Linked DNA regions of Mus musculus: all the other regions are linked to region 1. Evidence: chromatin contacts called from public promoter capture Hi-C data. All regions are on one chromosome and are shown on one strand. The core of a region is the stretch at or near the end of the contact, and the rest is flanking DNA. Distances in the headings are between cores, read along the strand shown.

The links. Promoter capture Hi-C pulls out the DNA fragments that hold promoters and counts their contacts.
Region 2: a contact with region 1 is called in a promoter capture Hi-C map of liver, with 4 times the contacts expected there. The contact joins the promoter of Copb2 here to the promoter of Zbtb38 in region 1. A contact is called at or near these places in 4 of 39 promoter capture datasets (hippocampal neurons, liver and pre-B cells).
Region 3: a contact with region 1 is called in a promoter capture Hi-C map of hippocampal neurons, with 3 times the contacts expected there. The contact joins the promoter of Paqr9 here to the promoter of Zbtb38 in region 1. A contact is called at or near these places in 2 of 39 promoter capture datasets (hippocampal neurons and liver).

The regions. Positions count from the first base shown.
Region 1 is chr9:96,718,367-96,721,206 of GRCm38.p6, forward strand. It overlaps Zbtb38 (zinc finger and BTB domain containing 38), which reads right to left and starts at 1,484. Exons shown (of 3, transcript NM_001359959.1): 1 at 1,420-1,484.
Region 2 is chr9:98,562,254-98,565,093 of GRCm38.p6, forward strand. It overlaps Copb2 (coatomer protein complex, subunit beta 2 (beta prime)), which reads left to right and starts at 1,478. Exons shown (of 22, transcript NM_015827.2): 1 at 1,478-1,570. The coding sequence starts at 1,568. 4930579K19Rik (RIKEN cDNA 4930579K19 gene) reads right to left here and starts at 1,358. Exons shown (of 1, transcript NR_029444.1): 1 at 207-1,358.
Region 3 is chr9:95,558,194-95,561,033 of GRCm38.p6, forward strand. It overlaps Paqr9 (progestin and adipoQ receptor family member IX), which reads left to right and starts at 1,441. Exons shown (of 1, transcript NM_198414.3): 1 at 1,441-2,840. The coding sequence starts at 1,766.

The DNA of each region.
Region 1 (2,840 bases), core at 234-2,733:
GTCTAGGACTCAGGACTAGTGTCTAGGATTCAGGACTAGTGTCTAGGATTCAGGACTAGTGTCTAGGATTCAGGACGAGTGTCTAGGATTCAGGATTTCAGCCACAAAAGTCATTGCCGTTAGTATATGTGAGGTGCCTTTAGGACATCGGGAACTCCACCAAGTGCTCTCAGCGGATGGGTAAATCTCCGTAACACCCCTCAGCTGTAGGGAACAGTTCCCCATTTTACAGCTGCAAACAGTGCCGTGAACCTGTTTCTGGAGGTCACCCTGGGTGAGTGTCGGGATTCAAACCCAGGTTAACATCAGCACAAACCCAGTCTGATTTGGGTGCAAAATCCCCACCACAGAACGCTAAATTGGAGTCTTAAAGGCTTTTTTGACAGTGACCCATTTTATTACAAATGATGTTATATAAGCCAAAGGCTTCATTAAACTATGCTTATCTGTACTGTGTGCAACGGTTACTTTTTCTAGTCTTTTCGCACTATATATTCTAATCTTTTCAAAATTTTCAGCAATGACCCATCAAAGGAATTCTAATGCGTGTTTGGTCCTGGAAAAACACTGGTAGAAGGCCTATCATCCTAGCAGTCAGTCAACCGCTGCAAGTGGCAAGTTCGAAACCAGCTTGGGCTAACCTATTAACCATTCTAGGCTCCTTAACCAGACCCTGTCACAAAACACAAACTCTGCTCTTTGATCTTAGCTACTGTAAGACGCTATAAGTTTCTCTGAAACCACAACAAAACGAGTCTTTCCAGCCACGCGAACCAGAGCAAGCACTTGAGCTTCCCAATTAGGTGAATGCCCTTTAACCTTTCAAATATGCATACGCAACATAAACGGTTATCATTTAGAACCGATCATTACAAGGGTTTTCCAATCAGGCCCAATATCCAGAATGGGAACCAGGCACTTACCCACCGCAAAGCAGGAGTTATAAAGTGGAAGCGCAGACAGATTAAAATCTCAGGTTATTTATCAGCTAACCTGCAAAGAGGTGTCTAAAGGCTGACTGTTGAATTGTCCCAACGGACAGACGGCTGCAGCAAGCAGGAGCAGGAGGCCAAGGCTGCAACCCCTGGAGGCAGGGCCCTGCCTTTGAACATCCGGTTCAATTCCAGGGGCTTGGTGTCGCACTAGGATCTCATCGCGAACGGGTAGGGTCAGGAAGCAGCCCGGGTTTGCGCTTCACCGGAGGGGAGGCGCGACAGTCCCGAGCCCCAGGTGCGCGTCACTCCCCGCTGCCCCCCTGCAGCCGAGCCTGGTGGGGCGGGACGCGGGCACCTGCGGACGCTGGCTGCTCCGTAGGCTCCGCTCCGCTCCGCGTCCGCTGCAGCCCGGCGCGAGCGCTGCCCACCGGCTCCCGCCTCCCCACCTCCACGCCCCGGAGTCGCGCGGACCCCGCGCACTTACGGGGCTCCGCTCCGCCGCCCGCGCGCTTCCCGCGGGGTCCATGGCGCTTCCGGACCTGCGAGTCCGGCCGCAGCGCCGCCCAGAAAATGGACGCCGGCGGCTGGGCCCGGACGCCCCGGTCTGCCCCTGGTGCAGTGCAGGCCGGACGGTCGCTCGACCTCGGGCGCCGACGCGCAGGGCTTCCGGGACGCTGCAGGCCGCGAGGCTCCCGCACCCCCCGGCGCCACTGCGGCAGAGCCAGGCTCGCACAGATGCTGCGCAGCCACCGAGCAGGCCCCGGGCACCCTATGCAGTTTTAACCCGCACCAAATTCTGAGAACAGGGTGTCACCTGTGCTTTCTCATGGCTGTCAGGGGACGCCTGGATTATTTCCCACCATGGTATAAGAACTGTTTCATGCAATGAAAAAAATAAAAGCCACCGACTGCCCGCTGACATCCTTCCCACACAGATTCGCAGTGTGGCACCTACTGCCCCACGCACACCTAAGTGCAGGTGTTTGTTTTGAACCATCCAGCATTGAGTCTTTAGTATTTTTTGTTTGTTTTTAGTTTTTGATTTTGTGTGTGTGTGTGTGTGTGTGTGTGTGTGTGTGTGTCCTTTGGAAAACGACTCGCTCCCTGGCAAAACCTTAAGGTTTTGAAAAAGGGTATTTTCCTGGAATACAGTACTTGCCATTTATGCACCCCAGTTCCTTGACCAAACATTAAGAATATGATCATTTTGGTGAGCTGAGTAGATTTTTAATACTATATGCAAAGTAAAGCCCCATAAACGATGCAGGAAGAATGGTGTCACTTAAAAAAATGCAGAGTTGTGAAGGCTGACAGGTTGGGCAACGTGCATACACATGTAACGAGCAGTTCCCGACCTTCTCGATGCCAAACACCCTTTTATTCTCTCGCTCCATAGGCCAGTGTTCACAGATTAACTCCACTAAACTGCATGTATTAAGTAATGATTCATCTTCCCCTTAAAAAAAAAGGGAGCTTGAATGTTTTTGTCTACATAACTGCCAATGAGAACTTCCACAAGACCTGATCTAACTTGTTGGCAATGGTAGATACCAGCCTTAAAAAACAAAACTGAAGAAACTCGTGGTCTAATTGCCTGTTTGTGTTTCCATTGAGGCTTTTAGAAACTCTGAAGATGATTTTAAAATTCGGGAAAACTGGTGCACAAAGACTGGGAAGTCTGTAAGCTGTATGGCTGTGGCTGATTCCCTGGGACCGGTGGGAGGTAGCGGGCAAGGTTGGTTGGCCTTCTGGATTCAGCAGGCCTGTGTTGACAGCCTAGGTTTGTTGCTATGTACGGCCACTTCTCTGACCTTCAGCTTTGGTACCTAACATGCAATATGTTTTAGTATTAATGTCTACCTCCTAGGTGATTTTTTTAAATTGAATTAAATAATACACGTGGAT
Region 2 (2,840 bases), core at 228-2,727, 1.8 Mb after region 1:
AACTCGCAGATCTTCAAGGTTTGTGGTTACATGGGTACGCTATGGCCTGGCTAAGAGCTGATCATAGTCACTATTGCAGAACTTGATGTTGCTGACCTGCAGCAGCAAAAGATGGAGACACAAAATGAGCACGGCAGGTGGGGGCTTAACTCTCCAGCAGGTAAACTACAGGTGTTATATAGATTTAAGTATTATCAACAGGTTCTGTGGAATGGAGATGTTATTTTATTTTATATTTATTGATACTGTGTCAAATTAAAAATGCAAAGAGAATTAAGGAATCAAAAATAATAGAAGCCCAGCTATTCTCCACACTAGATATAGTTCACATTTTAAAAAGTTTCAACTAATTCTTGCAATTGGTTGCGCTACAGTATGCGATTATGTGATTATTCATGTCAATTATGTAAAAATCTCATTACTGAGAGAAAATTTGTTTTTACTGACAGAATAGTAAAAATGGATCTTTGAAAACTATCTGACTTTTTGTATATGAAAAACTGAGGCCTATAAATCTCCCAAGAGCCAGGCACTACCTAATGAAAACTCACCCTTACTTCTCTCAGGCTATACAATTCCTTTCTGGAAACCTAGGCTTTTCTCCAACTAGAGGTTTATAAGGAGCTAAGGGCAACTTCCATTTGTTTCATAGCATTATCTTTTTAAAAGGTGTGTGAAATCGATACACAATGTATTTGCACTTTTCCTGGCAATCATTTTTTTGAAATTCAACTAATTTATTAAAGAGCTATTTTGGCATAGCAGATAGAGCACTGGGCTTCCAGGGCGTATTCTCCCCTGAGCCCAGATCTTAACAACACTACTTACTATGCCATCTTGGCCAGTAAACCTGAGTTCTTTGAGTCTTACATTTCCAATCAATAAAACGGAGACGACTCCTACGTGATGTGGCAGTACCACCAACTGAAGGTACATAGCCAAACAAACGACCCGGTGGATGCTCTTTGAAGGGTAATCACCCGACTGCCTCCGGGAGCCTCCAGAACCAAGATCTCAGGGCTCCTCGGAGCCTCAAAGGCGGGAGCCGCGCCCACATCTTTTCCGCCTCGGTCGGTTTCACCCAAGACCCAGACACCGCTCTGGGCCCCGTTCCGGAGCCCGCTGGAGTACACAGTTTTAGAGCTTTCTTTTCTCTGCCAGAGGCTCACGCTGTTCGGATAGCGCTTCCGGGCCCCTCCACTGCTGCCGACGTTCAGCAGGAATCCAGCACTGCGCTCCATCTTCTTGCCTTTCTGAAACTGACCGAAGGTGAGCAGCCCAGACCGCCGCTAGTCACCGCCCAACTCTGGCCACAGCAATACACTCCATCAGCCAGCTCAGCAGCGGGAGACGCGGAAGTCCGCGTTACCTAGGAAACTGGGGCGGGACCATGCACGGACCGCCTTACGGAGGGTGTGCGCAGGCGCAGAGCCTGGCTCCGAGTACCGCGAGAGTCGCTTCCCGGAAGTTCCACGTCAGTGGGTTGGCCGGTCCACGGGTCGGTGGGTTCCTGAGTGTGTCGCCTTGAGCCTGTGACGGGCAGGGGCTCGCTCGGACAGTCGGAGCCATGGTAAGTCGGGCCTCAGGGGACAGAGAGTGGAGCCCACCGGCTGCGGCGGGTTCCCGGGGCTTCTTGGCTAGGAGCAGTAGCTAGAAGCGGTCTGCGCTGCTACTGCTGCGGCCTGACGGGGTCCTCCTGTCCCGTTGGCGTCCTGGGAGGAAGAAGGCCAGACCGGGAGGCTGCCGTGGTGACACAGTAGTGTAACTGGGTACCCGCGAAGGAGCGGCGCCCCCGACTCTCAGGGCGGTCAGGGCGCCTGTCAGTGCCCTTGCAGTCTGCACCGGGTCCGGTAGTGCAAGTAAATGCTAGAGTCAGGACTCGGATGCCAAAGGCAACTTTGACCAAGTCACTTTATTCTGTCATTGAGGGTGGTGCTTGCTAACCCACCTTCCAGGTTGCGTGAGGTGTTTGGTAGTGTGCAGGCACCACATTGCAAACTTAAGCAGAGGAAAACCAGAACTAAACAAAGTTAAATGTATATGGAGCCAGAGGTGAAATTTCAAATGCTATGGCAGCCCAGCTCGTCGTTTTCTAGTTGATGTTGATTGGGCCTTCTGTGCACACAGAGGATGACCTTTTTGGGGAAGGCCCTGAGATCTGCCTAACTTAGTTTTGAGACATATTTTTAATAGTCAATTAAAAATTGACTTTCCTTCTTCAATGTTTGTGAGTTCCATACCCACACATTGAACCAGCTTTCGGTGGAAGACATTTGAGGAAAACTGTTGTGTGAACATGTGCTGTCATAGTATACAACGACTCTTTACAACTTTGACCCCTGTATCGGTGTTCTAACTAATCTAGAGATGACCAGGAGTGATGGGTAAATTATAAGCACTTAAATAACTGAACGTGAGCGTTTTGATTTGGTGGAGGATACTGGAACCATGTGCAGAGATACTAAAAGATGGCTGTATTTTAAGTCTCGAGTAAAAAGTACAAAACATGACTTTATTTATTTGCTCACTCACCATAGGAGCATTTCACTGTCCTGCATTTTGCTAAACATTTACCAGCTGATTGTCACCGCAGCCTGTGGATAATTATGAGTAATGTTTATGGTGGTTACTATAAGCCGTGCTCTGCTCTAACTGAACTCTGATTTTAATTCTCAGAATGCTAAGAGAGATATTATTATTATCCCTGTTATACAAGTCAAACCTTGGGTGTTAATTAAACTTACTACCATGTGTCTGACATGAGCGCTGCAGCTGAGGCTTCTAGCAAGACTGTGGACCTCATCTATACTACCTGTTCCTCCCGTATTCCCAAATACATA
Region 3 (2,840 bases), core at 191-2,690, 1.2 Mb before region 1:
CAGTCCGATTCCTCCTAGTGAAGGTTAGTGGGTGTTCTAGTTTCATATATGAAGTCTAACAGCAGACTGCCTGTGTTCACATTCACCACCTGGGTGTACTCAACATGGCCATGGTGCCTCCATTTTCCTTATCTGCAAAATGGGGGAAAGAGTATCTAAGATATTTTAAAGCTGTAAGACATCAAGTGCCTAACACCTCAAAACTGTATGTATATCTTTGTTATACCAAGGTGAAGACTCCGGTCAGATGAAGCCACACCCGGAGTATCACTGAAAGATGGAACACGGTGAACATTTGAGACGTCACTGGGAGACCCCCATCTTGGAAGTCTAGGTTATGATATTTTTCACACCGCTGCTCATCACAAACCTCTGAACTCTTCAAGTCTCCTTTTCTTCGGGCCCCTTGCCTGAAGAAACTCATACTAGACCTGCCAGGTACTTCTAAGGTTAATTATGCATAGGTTTCTCTAAACCATCGATGCTAAGCCTCTAGGAACCCTCTCAACTCTCTTTTCTGGTTTGTTCTAGAAGACGCCTATAGTCTTCCCTCATCTGCTTCCTCCCGAGGCTCCTGCACAGCTCTGCTTGGGAAACCCTTTTTAATACATTCCCCGGCTCCTTAGAGGCGTTCTGAATCCCCAAACCATCATCTGAAACTGTTCCTGAAAATCCGTTGTCGAGCGCTCCTGAGCTCTTCATCGGATTCCTAGTTAAAGAAGCCACAGAGGAGTAAGCTGGGGCTTCCGAGTTGGTGAGTTGAGCTGAAGACCAGCTTGGGAATTGTCCCTTTAGGTCCCTTTAGACACCACAAAGAGAGAGAGGAGGAGGATAGTGACGCACCTGAATAGGTCCGCTAGAGTAAGGAAATAAACTAGGACTTGACGTGGATTGAGTAGGAGGGCAACACTCACACACACACACAGAGGGGGGCACACACACACTCACACACGGATGACAGACAGCAGAACAGAGAGGCAGGCAGCACCAGCTGTCTGACAACCGCCAAGCTCGGATTCGGACACCGTCTCTAAGCGGGTACCGCAGTGCCCTCCCTGACACCTCCGCAGGTTACAGTTAGAGCATCCCTCCGCCCAGCCCGGCTCCCCGCCCCCCACGAACTCGGGTCCCCAGTGTCCTCTAGAACGCCGGCGTGGCTGTCGCACTTCGAACCCCCTCGCCCACCCTTGCCCACCCTCTCGCCCTGGGCGCCGGCGGCCGCGTCTCTGGCCAGCCTCCGGCCCCGCATCAATCATTAACGCGGCGGCCCGAGCGGTCGCAGCCCGAGAAGGGGGGGATGGTAGGAGACGCAAGACAGGGGACACCTCCATCCCCCCGCCGCGGCGCAGACACCCTAACCCCGGGGGCCCCCGCCCTGCGCGGCGCCGCCCTCCCCCGCCAGCGCCTCGCGCACATCCCGCCTCCCGCCGCCCGCCCCGCGCGCACGATGCCCAGTCACCGCCGCGCCGCCGCCGCCGCCACCACCGCCACCACCGCCGCAGTCAGCCGCGCCACCGCCGCCACCGCAGCGCGGCCGGCCGCGGGCTGAGAGACCCGAGCGTGGCGAGGACGCCGCCGGCAAGCCGCGCGCGCAGCAGCAGCCTCCCGCCCGGTGCGCCGAGCCCCCGGAGCAGCCCGCTTCCAAGCCGAGGCCGCGTAGCCAACCTGCGGCCGCGGTCCCGCGCGCGCGCGCGCGCACAAAGGCTCCGACGGCGCCCGGCGCCCGCGGTGGCCTCGCGCGCGCCCTAGCTAAGCCCGGGGCACCATGCCGCGGCGCCTGCAGCAGCGGGGCGCCGGCGTGAAGGGACCGCCGGCCTCGACCTCCCGGCGCTCGCATCCCGCCTCCGCCTCCGCCCCCCGGAGCCCGCCGGCGGCCACGACCAAGCCGCTGCTGCGCTGGGACGAGGTGCCCGATGACTTCGTGGAGTGCTTCATCCTGTCCGGCTACCGGCGGCTGCCGTGCACCGCGCAAGAGTGCCTGGCCTCGGTGCTGAAGCCCACCAATGAGACGCTCAACTTCTGGACGCACTTCATCCCGCTGCTGCTGTTCCTCAGTAAGTTCTGCCGCCTCTTCTTCCTGGGCGGCAGCGATGTGCCCTTCCACCACCCCTGGCTGCTGCCGCTGTGGTGCTATGCGTCGGGGGTGCTGCTGACCTTCGCCATGAGCTGCACGGCGCACGTGTTCAGCTGCCTGTCGCTGCGCCTGCGCGCCGCCTTCTTCTACCTGGACTACGCTTCCATCAGCTACTATGGCTTCGGCAGCACCGTGGCCTACTACTACTACCTGCTGCCCAGCCTGAGCCTGCTGGACGCCAGGGTCATGACGCCGTATGTGCAGCAGCGCCTGGGCTGGCACGTGGACTGCACCCGCCTCATCGCGGTCTACCGCGCGCTCGTGCTGCCCGTGGCCTTCGTGCTGGCTGTGGCCTGCACCGTGGCTTGCTGTAAGAGCCGCACCGACTGGTGCTCCTACCCGTTCGCCCTGCGCACCTTCGTCTTCGTCATGCCGCTCAGCATGGCCTGCCCCATTATGCTAGAGAGCTGGCTCTTCGACCTGCGAGGCGAGAACCCCACACTCTTCGTGCACTTCTACCGCCGCTACTTCTGGCTGGTGGTGGCCGCCTTCTTCAACGTGAGCAAGATCCCTGAGCGCATCCAGCCGGGTCTCTTCGACATCATTGGCCACAGCCATCAGCTCTTCCACATCTTCACTTTCCTCAGCATCTATGACCAGGTGTACTACGTGGAAGAGGGCCTGCGCCAGTTCCTCCAGGCACCCCCTGCCGCGCCCACCTTCTCGGGCACAGTGGGCTACATGCTGCTGCTGGTGGTTTGCCTGG